Regions from separate parts of the Danio rerio genome. Here region 1 is linked to region 2. Evidence: chromatin contacts called from public HiCAR-type data. All regions are on one chromosome and are shown on one strand. Each heading gives the region's core, a stretch centred on a gene start, on an enhancer-like site or on the middle of the called end of the contact. The rest is flanking DNA. Distances are from core to core; before and after follow the strand shown.

What was found. HiCAR-type assays count read pairs that join an accessible place to other places.
Region 1: a HiCAR-type map of caudal fin shows a contact between it and region 2, with 5 times the contacts expected there. The contact joins the promoter of ppiab here to the promoter of pargl in region 2. A contact is called at or near these places in 1 of 18 Hi-C or Micro-C datasets (caudal fin) and 3 of 4 datasets of contacts at active chromatin or transcription factors (caudal fin, embryo and pancreas).

Annotation. Positions count from the first base shown.
Region 1 is chr10:50,445,392-50,452,201 of GRCz12tu, reverse strand. It overlaps ppiab (peptidylprolyl isomerase Ab (cyclophilin A)), which reads right to left and starts at 3,206. Exons shown (of 5, transcript NM_001328424.1): 1 at 2,943-3,206. The coding sequence starts at 3,011. It overlaps zmiz2 (zinc finger, MIZ-type containing 2), which reads right to left. Exons shown (of 20, transcript XM_073915289.1): 20 at 3,586-6,810.
Region 2 is chr10:50,330,238-50,337,316 of GRCz12tu, reverse strand. pargl (poly (ADP-ribose) glycohydrolase, like) reads left to right here and starts at 4,028. Exons shown (of 17, transcript XM_001338221.9): 1 at 4,028-4,353.

The sequences.
Region 1 (6,810 bases), core at 1,957-4,456, 120 kb before region 2:
TAGTATATTTTTGTAAATCACGTATACATGAACACATCACACCTAAAATAAGCTTTAGTATTACAAGTAAAGCTCGACACTCAAATACACATTAAATCTTATTTGAAAGCACCAGCAGGCGAGGCAGTGGTGCAGGAGGTAGTGCTGTCGCCTCACAGCAAGAAGCTCGCTGGTTCGAGCCTCAGCTCAGTTGGTGTTTCTGTGTGGAGTTTGCATGTTCTCCCTGTCTTCGCGTTGGTTTCCTCCGGGTGCTCCGGTTTCCCCCACAGTCCAAACACATGTGGTACAGGTGAATTGGGTAGGCTAAATTGTCCATAGTGTATGTGTGTGGATGTTTCCCGGAGATGGGTTGCAGCTGGAAGGGCATACACTGCGTAAAAACTTGCTGGATAAGTTGGTGGTTCATTCCGCTGTGGCGACCCCAGATTAATAAAGGGACTAAGCCGACAAGAAAATAAATGAATGAAAGCTCAACAATAAGCACTGCCTGATGGCCCAGGGTCAGTGTGAGACGCTCGGGACAGTGTACAGGATGATTACTGGCCCGATCCAATTCGCCATCAGTAAGACAAGTCAGCCGCCTTTTGTTGGATAATTTCAAACTGCAATAAAACCAGCACATTTTCCACACTGCTCTTTTTGTTTGCGTCACACTTTGAATTGCTCATTATACATTTATTAACATTCTTAAAATACTTCAATTCTAGATTCACACAGTATTTTTGACACATTATTTAAAAGATGTGGCTGAAACAGCTATTAACTTCTCCATTTTTTTTTCTTTCGGTGGGGCCAGTAGATAAAACCCTTAGCGTTGAACCCTGACTAGATTTCACACATTTGAGATGTTTCTTCATTGTAAAGCGACTCCTGTTAAACATCACTTAAGCACTATTTATTTCATACTCTTCTAAAAGTCCATCTCTGAATAAACGATGCAGTTCGGCTATACTGTACTGCCGCTAAACACACTGTTGGTGGCGCAGTGGTTAACACTGTGGCCCCACAGTAAGAAGGTCTCTGGTTTGAATCTGGGCTGGGTCAGTTGGTGTTTCTGCATGGAGTTTGCATGTTCTCCTCCGGTTTCCCCCACTCTAAACACATGCGCTATAGGGGAACTGATCAACTACACTGGCCGTAGTGTATGAGTGGCAGAGTGTGTATGGGTGTTTCCCAATACTGGGTGTGGCAGGAAGGACATCTGCTGGGTAAAAAAATTGCTGGAACAGTTGGCGGTTCATTCCGCTGTGGCGACCCCTGATTAAATAAGGGGCTGAGCTGAAGGAAACTGAATAAATGAAGCCACTCTGCATGATTATTTAGCATTGTTCATGTATATGAAGTGATATTTTGCTTTTAATCTGATGGTTTGGCTCGTCCTCATATCTCACATGCAGTTTCTGTTGTCATTTCAACAGAATTATTACATGTATGTATTTTCAACCTTAGAAACATCATTGAACACTCAAGAGTATATCTGAATTACTGATATTCACCTTATTTTACTACATTGTTGGTTTTAATCATTTCCACTCTTTCAATATTTGAAATTTCCTTTTTATGCAACAATACGAGCATATATATATATATATATATATATATATATATATATCGAGCGAAGGTTTTATAGTTTAATTGTCATAATGCAGAAGCAGAGCTCGAGTGTGTGATGAAAATGGTAAAACAAAAATCCACTACTTCCGCATTTCTCTGGAAACATCGACCCTGACGGGAGCGCGCGCGCGCTCGCGCACTCCTATGCAGATCACCTGCGCGCTCTTCATCAGCTACATTAATCTATGATCAGCTACTATTATAAAGATGAGCGCTATAATAAGGGGATTCAATATTACTAATAGAAGCATTACTCTAACACGCTTAAATTAAAGGCTCGACTCCGGCGCTCGCCCCTCCCTTCCCAAAATGGCATCTCGAGTTATGAAAAAATGATGAAAATGGCGTCTGCGTCAAAAAAGCGTGCGCGTCCTCGTGTGGAGAGCGCGGGTCCTCCATGTGCGCGCAGCTGATGGGAATTTCGGATCATTTTACCGACTGATTCCCGTTCAGCGACATGATCGAATCTTTATTTATATTTCTTTTAGTATAAAAAATACAGACAAAGTGGCTGATCGCTGGTGTATTTTCATTAATAGACACAAAAAATGTGCTAGATTAAAAGTTAAACTCATAATAGAACTTATATTGTATTTGTTTTGCTCGTAAAATCCAAAAATGACATGTTTAAAGGAAAATGTAAGTGTTTGGGGGATTATTTTAGCAATACGAACACACCAGACCAGAATAGGCAAAGATGGAATAAGTCAAAGTTTTAGGAATTATTTGTTGTTATTATTATTAATATTTTATATTCAAAACTCCCAAGACTAGTGGTGTTTAAAGAAGAATTATACTGTATTGAAAGACATTAAGAGAGATGAAACGCCAAAAAGCGAGATATTTAGATTTATCATTAGAGGATTTTGGTAATCTACTCCCCTACTGCGTATTTTATCTGTTACTTTATTTATACATGTTGTATTACTAACAACAATAATATTAATGATGGAAAGATTGTGAATGTTAGTTGATTATCTCAGTCTTTGTGTAATTTTGAACAGTATTAAAGTCTCCGTTATTGTTCAGGCATTGCTAATGTAAAAAGACGGGTGAAAAGCGTTTTCCCTGTACATTGTGCGCATGCGCTGAATCACTCATTGAAACGACGTCTCGCTACCGAGTCACATTAAAGATTCAAACGAATCGTTTAAGAACGACTCGTCGTCAGCAGGCTGTCAGTGTCAGCGCTCATCAAACCAGCACAATGTGGCGGGGGGAAGCCTCGTGTGCGCGCTTCATGCACAGACGGATTCACAGCATCACACGCGCATCTTTAATTAAAGAGTCGCCGCTCGCTTTAAATACACGCAGATTTATCTCCATACCTCCATCACGATCCTCCCCGCCTCCTTCCCATCGATGGTGATGTCAAAAAACACTTTGGGGTTTGCCATGATGAAGGAATAAACTCGGTCAGTTTGTGCAGCTGAATGAATCCCAGCAAACGCCGCAGCTCATCGGGAAGCAGGAACTGTGCGCGCGCGCGGGATATAAAGACGCCTCTGCCGCGGAGGATCCGCTGAGTGACGTGCGAACGGGCCAATCAGAAGCGGCGCGCTTGAATAAATTAGCGACGTGCGGCTGTGGAGGAAGGCGCTTGATTGACGTGCCGGTTAAAGTAGGTAGAAATGACGCAACCGCGTCTCATCCAATGAGCGATGTGCAAATGAAGTGGGTGTGAACTTGCGGTCTGTCATGGCGTGAGGGCGGTGGCCGAAGGCAGAATTCGCCATTACTGTTTTGCATTCAATCGCGGAGAGCGAACGAGCAGATGATTTATTTCACGATTTATCATCATCTCATCATGTACGCGTGGTTTATTGATAAAACTGAAATGTGTGGTTTAAGAAAGAGACAGGTGTGTGACTGAAAAAGCGAGTTTTCATTCTCCTGACGACCCGCCCCCTGCGCGCATTTTCCCGCGGTTTGACACAATGCAGCTCCCCAAATAAAGGCAATGCAAGGCAATGGGGCTTAAGTCTTTACTTATAAAACATAATGGAAATATTTCACATCTTTAGAAAAACAAATCGCTTTCAATTGTACATGTTTAATTCAACCGATAGAACTTGATGATCCACCAACACACGATGACAGTCAAACATCTTTTTTTTGTGGTATTTTTGAACAGTTTGAGTGATGCTGGTTTCTCAGATTCTCATGAATTCATCATCTTTTTTTAATGTGGTATCTTTCTAACAAATTCATAAACTCTGCTAGTTAACACAGAAGAGAGAGAGAGAGAGAGAGATGCATACAGGCCCATCAATTATCTTTATAATTATAATAACAATTATTATATAATCAAAGATAAAATCGTATGATACACAAATGACTTCAAACAAACAAACAAACGAAAAGAATAAAAGCACATCATCCGACGACTTCTGATGCTCCCTGTATTGTTAATATACAAACTGCACTTCGCTAACGCTGCCCAAAGAGCCATGATAAATAATAAAATCAGACAAGACAGGAATCGACATCATCATCATCATCATCATCATCATCATCCCTCATCATCGGTTTCTCCATCCAGCTCTGAATGTAAATCTGGGGAATGAGCTCTTGTCATAGTGTTTTCAAATGTTCATTTTTTTTCATATCATGGGGTTAAGAGAAAGTTCACATCCGCGACGATAATAATACTATATCTGTACATATTTCACATCAATCCCAACGTTTTTCCTCCTCGATTGTGATTGTGGCGATAAACATCAGTCCATTTCTTGTCGTCACTCTCCCACCCAATCAGATTTGTCCGAGCAAAATCTCACTACGGGAAGGTGTTCGTCCACCAAACGCGATTGTTGTTGTGCATTTGTAAGCTCTCTAACAGGGTGCTACCGGGCTGCTTGTGCTCTGTCTGGGTTCACACATGTCGTTGACTAAGAAGATGTGTTTTCTACCAAATATCAGCCCAGACTTGCATATTTAAGGGCGAGTTAAATGCAAGATCTGACCTCATGGCCCTAAATCCACAGGGGAGGAAGACGTTTTTAAAAAAGACATCGAAGGGTAAGAAATTCACGAGAGACAGACGAAAACAAAGCAGGGCGTGGTGTAAAATCATTAAATTTGTGCCAACACACACACACACACACACACACACACACACACACACACACACACACACACACACACACACACACACTCACACTCACACTCACACTCACACACACACACACACACACACACTCACACTCACACTAGCTTCACTAAAGATAACTCTTTGCCTTTGATTTCCTTCGTGTGTAGGCAAATACGGTGTGCAAAATGTGATAGTGCACTTCTTGAATGCTACCGTTTCAGACGTGAGCACGTTTTATAAAGGAAATAAAGGCTACATCAAGTCATTTGTGGATTGAAACCGTGTTGTAACCACATGGAGCTAGCGTGAGGTCGTCTTTGGGTGAATAAAAGATGAAATAATTGAGAATTCTGTCAGTGTGTAAAAGAAATAGTTCAGCCAAAAGGAAATTTCCTCATCATTTGCTCACAACTCAAGTTTCTTCATCCTGTCGAACAAGATAATCTTGAAAAACATATCCATCAACATCCATATCATGAGCTAAAAGCCTTCTTCAGTTTATCTTCCTTTGTGTTCAATAGAAAAACCCTTAACAGGTTGCGTAAATGATGACACTTGTAATTTAGAGGTGAACTGTCTCTTTAAGAGAATCGGTGTTTGTGTGTGAAGTTATGCTGGGTTCACATCAATCACGCACCACTGCGTCACTCGCTCTAGTTTACTCACGGGATGTTTTTCCCTTTACAAATTTTTTTTTTGTGTAATTCAATCATTTGAATATGAACACAAGACACAATTATGGCAAACTCGGCGTTGTTCATGCCTATAGCATTGATTTATCTCTATTTTCACATTTGCATTGACTTCATATGTAATTTGCATTTGTATTGAATACTTAATTCCGCATTTGGTCTGAATCCAGCATGGAGCACTTTGATGGAAATTCTTAATCATATATTAACGTGAAAAATCATATTTAATGTATTTATTTTGTATTGTCTTTTAATAATTTGAGGTTGTCGTTATTATTACGCAATATGTTCTATCTATATCAATCTTCGATCAGTCACAAAGTAGTCTTAAAATGCCGATGTACAATGAACAAACTAATGTAATTCGATACTTCGGTCAGAACGCGTAGCTTAATCTGCGACATTCGCACCACACTCTGAAAATTCGCCTCGGTTCAAGCGTTTGCATTAACTTTATAGGTAATTTACTTTTATATTGAATACTTAGTTACTCATTTTATATTGATCCTATATCAACACGAAAATCATATTTAATGTATTGTTTTGTATTGTCTTTTATTAACGAAGTTGTCGTTGTTTTTATTATGCAATGTGTACTTATCCACATTACAATAAACAAACTAATGTAATCCAGGTTCCATGTAATCCGATACTCCACAGCTGTGGTTACAGTAAAGCTCACAGCAACATTTGCACCGCGCAGTGATAATTCGCCACTATTTTAAATTTTGCATTAACATGTAATTGACTTTTATTAAATGTTTAATTCCACATTTGGTCTGAATCCAGCCTTACAGTTTTTTGTCTCTAAGTTATTGGTATGAAAAATCATATTTAATGTTTTTAATGTAAAATGTTTTAAAATTTTATTGTTAATTAATGTGAAGTTATTATTGTGATGTTGTCTTTATTATTATTATTGTACAATATTTACTTATTTATTTCAATATTGTCTTGAAGTAGTTGTAAATTGCTGATGTACAATAAATAAACAAATGTAATCCAGGTTACATGTAATCCGATACTCTGCAGCTGTGGTCAGAGTAACGCTGACAGCTTTATCTGCAAAGTTTGTGTCGTGTTGTGATAATTCGCTACTTTTTGAGCGTTTGCATTAATATTGTATGTAATTGACTTTTATATTGAATACTTAATTCCACATTCAATCTGTACTCAACATTAGATCGATAAATTCGCTTCAAGTTATCGATCAAATGTCGACATAAAAAATTCATATTTAATGTTTTTAATGTAAATTTTTTGTATCGTCTCATATTAATGTGAAGTTGTCGTTGTTATTATTAAGCAATATGAACTTATCTATATTACAATGTATTAAACAAACAAATGTAATCCAGGTTACAGGTCATCCAATACTCCGCAGTTGTGGTTACAGTAACGCTATCAGCT
Region 2 (7,079 bases), core at 2,779-5,278:
TTGATCACAAAAGAACATATTTTGAAGAATGCTGAAAACCGGTAACCATTGACTTCTGTGGCAAATGGAAGGCGATGGTTACAGGTTTCCAGCATTCTTCAAAATATCTTCTTGTGTTGTTTTACAGAAGAGAGAAGCTCGTGATGGTTTGTAAGGTGTAAAGTGTGGGTAAATGATGAGGGATTGGTGATTTCAGAGTGAACTGCCCCTTTAAGTCAACACTGTTGTTTGGCGGCGCGAGCAGCATTCCAATGCAGTGATTCTGCTGAACTGAGGAGAACATTCCAGAGCAGAGACTGACCCACAATAACAGCAGCAGCACAGGAGGAGGAGGAACACTGAGAACATGCACTGCCTGAACACACACGCACGCGCACACACATGCACACACACACACACAAACAAACATGCACACGCACACACACACACACACACACACACACACACACACACATGCATAAATATACACACAAGCATACACACATACACACAAACTTTCATATATATATATATATATATATATACACACACACACACACACACACACACACACACACACACACACACACAAACACACACATATGCAGAAAAATTTACACACACAGACACACATATACATACACTCATACACAATAGACAAACAAACACACACACACAAGCATACACGCACACACACGAACACACACACACACGCACACTTTTTAATATATACACACACATACACACACACACACACACACACACACATGCAGAAAAATTTACAGACACACACATACATACATTCATACACAAACACGCACGCACACACACATATATAAAAACATAGATACACCCCCCCCCACACACACACACAGGCGTGCATACATGCATGCATGGAGACATACATACATACACACACACACACACACAAACACACAGTGAGTTTGAATGAGTGTGTGTTTGTTTGTGTGAATGTATTTGTTTACATGTGTTTGTATAATTGAGTGAGTTTGTGAGTGTGTGTGTGTTTGTGTATTAGTGTATGTATATGTGTGTCTGTGTGTGTAAATCTTTCTGCATGTGTGTGTGTGTATATACATAAGTGTGTGTGTGTATGCTCTTGTGTATATTTGTGCATGATTGTATGTGTGTGTGTGTGTGTGTGTGAGTGTGTGTATATATATATATATATATATATATATATATATATATATATATATGTATATATAAATAAATGTGTGTGTGCGTGTGTGTGTGCATGTGTCATAACTCACACAGACACTGCGAGCCATGTCAGCGAGATTGAAGAGGACGTTGTGTCTGTCTGTCTTCTTCATCACACACTCATAATTAGATGAAAATCAGAGAAAGCTGAAGAGAGTGTGTGAGCTGACACTCACGAGCGCTCTGTGGTTCACACTCACACACACTTAAAAAAAAAAACAATAACGTTGGGTAAAATATAGACAACCATTTAAACGCAATTAAAAAAGTGTAGCCAGAACTGAGACTGACCCAACACTGAGTTAAAAACAAGCCAGCAGCTCAGTGAGAATACAGACGTGTATGATGTTCTAGAGGTCCTGTTACACTCCTGAACTTTCTGAGAATCTGTCAATCAACATTTATTACACATTACACAGGCGGCACGGTGGCACAGTGGGTAGCATGATCACATCACAGCAAGAAGGTCACTGGTTCAAGTCCCGGCTGGGTCAGTTGGTGTTTCTGTGTGGAGTTTGCATGTTCTCCCCGTGTTGGTGTGGGTTTCCTCCGGGTGCTCCGGTTTCCCCCACAGTCCAAACACATGCGCTATAGGGGAACTGATCAACTAAACTGGCCGCAGTGTATGTGTGTGTGTGTGTGTGTGTGAATGAGTGTGTATGGGTGTTTCCTATTACTGGGTTGCAACTGGAAGGGCATCCGCTGTGTAAAGCATATGCTGGAATATTCAGTGGTTCTTTCTGCAGTGGTGACCCCTGATTAATAAAGGGACTAAACTGAAAGTAAATGAATGAATGAACACATGACACACAAGTATTCAACACTGATAATAATAATCATAAATATTTATTGATCATCAAATGATCATATTAAACTGATTTCTGAAGAATCATGAACACTGAGTAAAATGTAGGTAAAATATGGATTCAATAGTTCATGGGTAAACAATGGATAAACCCAACCATGGGGTTAAAAAGTGAAGAGCTAATTTAAACTGAATTGAAAATATCTGACCCAGCATCGGGCATCTCCATATCTGACCCAACACTGATTATCAGAAATTCTATTCTTTTACCATTTTAAATATTCAATAATTTATTCATTCATTAATTTACCTTCAGCTTAGTCCCTTTATTTATCAGAGGTCGCCACAGCGGAATGAACCGCCAACTACTGCAGCATATGTTTTGCTGTGAGGCCACAGTGCTAACCACTGAGCCAATGTGTCGAATGTGTATTCATTCATTTTCAGCTTAGTCCTTTTATTAATTTGAGGTTGCCACAGTGGAATGAATCACCAATATATGCAGCATATATGTTTTATACAGCAGATGCCCTTCCAGCCGTAAATTATTACTGTGAAACATCTATACACACTCATTTACACACACACACACACACACACACACACACACACACACACACACACACACTCCGGACAATTTAGTTGATCAGTTCCCCTATAGCGCATGTGTTTGGACTGTGGGGGAAACCGGAGCACCCGAAAACCCACACCAACACGGGGAGAACATGCAAACTCCACACAGAAACACCAACTGACCCAGCTGAGACTCAAACCAGAGACCTTCTTGCTTTGAGGTGAATGAGCCATCATCTTAAAGGCACAGTTCACTTAAAAATGACATATTCCTCACTATTTATTGACTATTGAAAACCGGTAACCATTGACTTCAGTAGTAACAACACATTATGACAACGTTTGTTGTTCCTATAAATATCTATTTTGTGTTAAACAGACAAAAAGAAAGTCAGACAGGTTTGTAACAAACTGGAGGAAGAGTAAATGACGACATATTTGATTTATTTATTGATTTATTTATTTATTCATGTACTGTCCCTTTAAGTGAACTGAACGTCAATGCGGACACCAAATACCTCATTAGTTACGCTTTTTTTTCTTTTTAAAGTTGATGATTAAACTGTGGAGTTTGGCGCCCTCTTGTGCTTAATAAAGACAACTGTCACAAAAAGTGTGCTCCTCTGTCAGATCTGTGAGTGAATGATTATTATGAATATTAATAAGTAAGCGCTGACGTTGCTAGGAAACCCGTCTGGATCACTTTGCTAAGGGGTTTATGTTGGCTGTTGCTAAAAGGGATACAGCTACGGCCTGAAGTTAATAATTTATATTATTTATTCAATTAACAGTAAACTGTATTTTATTCACGTCTATTCCAACCCCGACTGTAAACCCAACCCTCAGAGTAATGTAAATCAGTAATTATTGATGTACAGAGACACAAAAAATATGCTAGAAAGGTGATATCTTCCCCAGAGATGGGTTGCAGCTGGAAGGGCATCAGCTGCGTAAAAACATGCTGGATAAGTTGTCGGTTCATTCCGCTGTGGCGACCCCGATAATTAAAGGGACTAAAGCTGTATCCCTTCTAGACTTTGCAAAGCTGATCTGGGGGTCTGTGGAAATATTGTAGGAAAAAACATAAACTAAATAGTTGATAAATAAATCATTTAATTACTTTTACTAAAAATGTAAGTTAAGTAGTGTATGTGTGTGTGAATGACAGTGTATGGGTGTTTCCCAGTAATGGGTTGCAGCTGGAAGGGCATCCACTGCATAAAAAAAATGCTGGATAATTTGGCGGTTCATTCCACTGTGGCGATCCGGATTAATAAAGAGACTAAGCTGAAGAGGAAATGAATGAATGAATGAACTCTGGTTAACTATCGGCCGCAGCTGTATCCCTTCTAGTAACAGCCCCACCTGGTGGCTGAAAAGGGAAATAAAATTGCGTCACGTGACGAAAGGCTGGAGATAAATAAAAAAAGGCTGATCAGTGAATCTGTTAGAGCAGGAAAACACAATGGCGGAGTGTGTGTTCAGCAAGAGCTGCTGATCTGGACTCACTTTCACTTTGAGCTTCAGAGAAACGACACACACACATACACACACCGATATCAGCAGCGCGGACAGACACACACCCATACACACCCACCCACACCTACACACACACACACACACACACACTGGACAGGTGAGTTCATCTGTTACCTGTAGAGTGTACAGCGAGTTTACAGTGGAGCTGGAGTGAGTTGCTGTTTGACTGAACTCAGTTTCAGCAAAACCGAAAGTGAAAGCGACACCAGGACACACAGCATCAGCGCACTACAGTGAGTATATAAAGTATTCATTTACAACACAGACCAGACGATATGTACTATTTCAACACGTTTCCCTGTCGTGCTGTTAATCATGATGTGTTTATAGAGCTTTCTCTAATTTACCTCCTGCTGTTATTCACTTTATAAACGCGTCATGCCTTTCCGTGCTCGTGATTTTCTGTTGTTGTCGGTTACGCTGTTTACGTTAATAAATAAGGAGTACACGCAGAAAGGCGATATTCACGCAAAACTGAGATCCCCTAAGATTTCTGGGATAGGCCTACGTGTAAGAAAATACCATAGTAAGTTATAGTAAATGTATAGCGTCTTGAAACATGGTACAGTAAAGTGTATTGACTGATTTGTTTGGGTTACGCTTCTTGCGTTAATGTAAATAAAACACGGAAAGATCACTTTATAGTATTTTTTTAATCATACTAAAGTGTGTGTTATACTGTACATATAATATTTACAACTCGTTGAGCTTACTGTAGTATTAGTGAACTCATAAACTGTACCCAGATAGCAGGCAGTAATCGGCCCGAGCTCGGCTGCCCTCCGGCCCCTCCGGCTCCGACTCGGCATCGGCGAGTGTTATCCGGGCCGAGTGCGGCCCGCACCTCGCTCGCGCACATGCGGCTGTGATGCGGCTGTAAAGCACTGGCCCGATTCCGGTCAACCATATCCGGTCCGAGTCTGTCTGTAGAGTCCTGGCCGCTTCTGGCAAGGACTCGGCTGAAGGCAACCGATTAAGTTCTTATTTTATCTAGTAATCTGTTAGCTCCACGTTTAATGATAATTTGAGAAAATATTCATGGTACGATAGCAAAAAAAAAAAAAGAATATTTAGTGTGGATGGTCTCAATGTTTAGACGCAAACAAAACAATATTATTTATAAATAGATTATACATGTCATCCAGAGAAAAACTATGTAAAATTCGCTTATTTTTGAGATAGCACGCTCCTGTGCTGACTGTTTTTTTTTTAAAGCAGAAGTTGGTTTCATAATAAACACATGCGTTACTAAACTCATGATCCAAACTCCAATCCAGACGGTGGCGGTAATGCTCCAACAAGCTGGTTGTCAACCACCATGGCACGAAGATCACAAGAAGAAAAAGTTTGATTTTTCAAAGATTCCATGTGGATTCCGGTCAGAAAGGTAAGCTTTTTACTGCTTGTGTACTGTATAATTAGCGAATTTAGAGCTTAAAACATTTCCACGGTGTTTGGTTGTAACAGCGTTTAGTAATTTAAAACAGTTTGATACGAAATGTAACTTGCTTTAAGAAACACGACTGGAGCTAATGTATGCTAACGCTAACAGTTACAAACACGTCTGAAAGTTCCTTTTCCTTTTACACAATGTTAGATTGTAACGTGTGTAGTAACTGAAAACTATTTTAATTATTTTAAAGAAACATGAAACGAATTTGTGTGTATGCTAACTTTGCGTTAAAGAAAGTTTCTGTAGACTAATCCATTAACTAACAAGGCAAAACGTGTTTTTTTCCTGATTTAACATTATAAAGTACCGTGGATGTTGAAAAAATCATTGTACAGGCGTATACTTATCCAACAGTATTAATTCTGTGATTATGTGTAATTAAAAACGAATTAATTTATAAAATATTATTGTTTATCTTGTTTATGCAGTTAGTCACGAAAAATGATTGAAACTCGACTGTTTACTATTCTCTTTAAATTATCCAAGAGAAATATATTACTCTGCACTTTAATTCATATGTGTTAGCCTATGTGAATCAATTATATCTTTTGTTCAAGCTGTAATGGTCAGTTAATGTAAAACTGAACGTCTTAAAGCAGATTTTGATGTTTTTTTTATGTTATTGACAGTGATAAATTCTGATTTAAATGAATGGGTAACAATATTTGTTGGTTAAGTCTTATTGTTCTTGTTTAACAAAGGTTAGTGAGATCATTTTGCAGCACATCACGACCAAAGAAGTCAATGGCACGCTCTTTTGAACGTGAATAGGCATGTTATAGTTGTGTGCTAAAAGTCCATTATAAGCTGTAAACTGCTGATATATTTTCAACATAGATTGAGCTTTTCAGAGTTACATTACTAATTGCTTCACAAACAGCTGAAATAGTCTATTGTTATTGGCTATCATCATCAAACATTTTTCACAATGGTAGGTTAATCTTCATGGGTACAGAATAATGCATGTGCTTGACCATCTTACAAATCTATGTCTCAGATTCATAAGGCTGTCACTCTGCATGAATCTCCGAATAAATCTTGTGCAACCTTCTGTGTACTGATTATTTAAACTATAGGTATTATATGCATTAATTAACTTTGATAGTATTTTAGGATTTGAACTTTTCTTTACGGGAGGTTAACAACAATGTGATGTTTCATTATAGATGCATATGAGGAAGCTCGACTCAAACATCCAACATCCAACCCAACTGTGATTTCTGACTGGTAGACAGATGAGGATGATGATCGCCTGTCATACATCTAAAGACAGAACAGGTTTGTTTGCAATTATTTTAAACACATACTGTCAACATTATGTCATTGATCTATTACAACCTGTGAGTTTTGCCCTGGCACTATACTAAAGTGATGTTTTGTTTTGTAAATGTATCTGATTAAGGGACAATATAGACACATCTATACCGTGATGAAGAAAAATTACTTGGAACAAAGAGGCTGGATAAAAGGCAGGTATGAAGATTTCAGAAATCAATGCAGCACCAC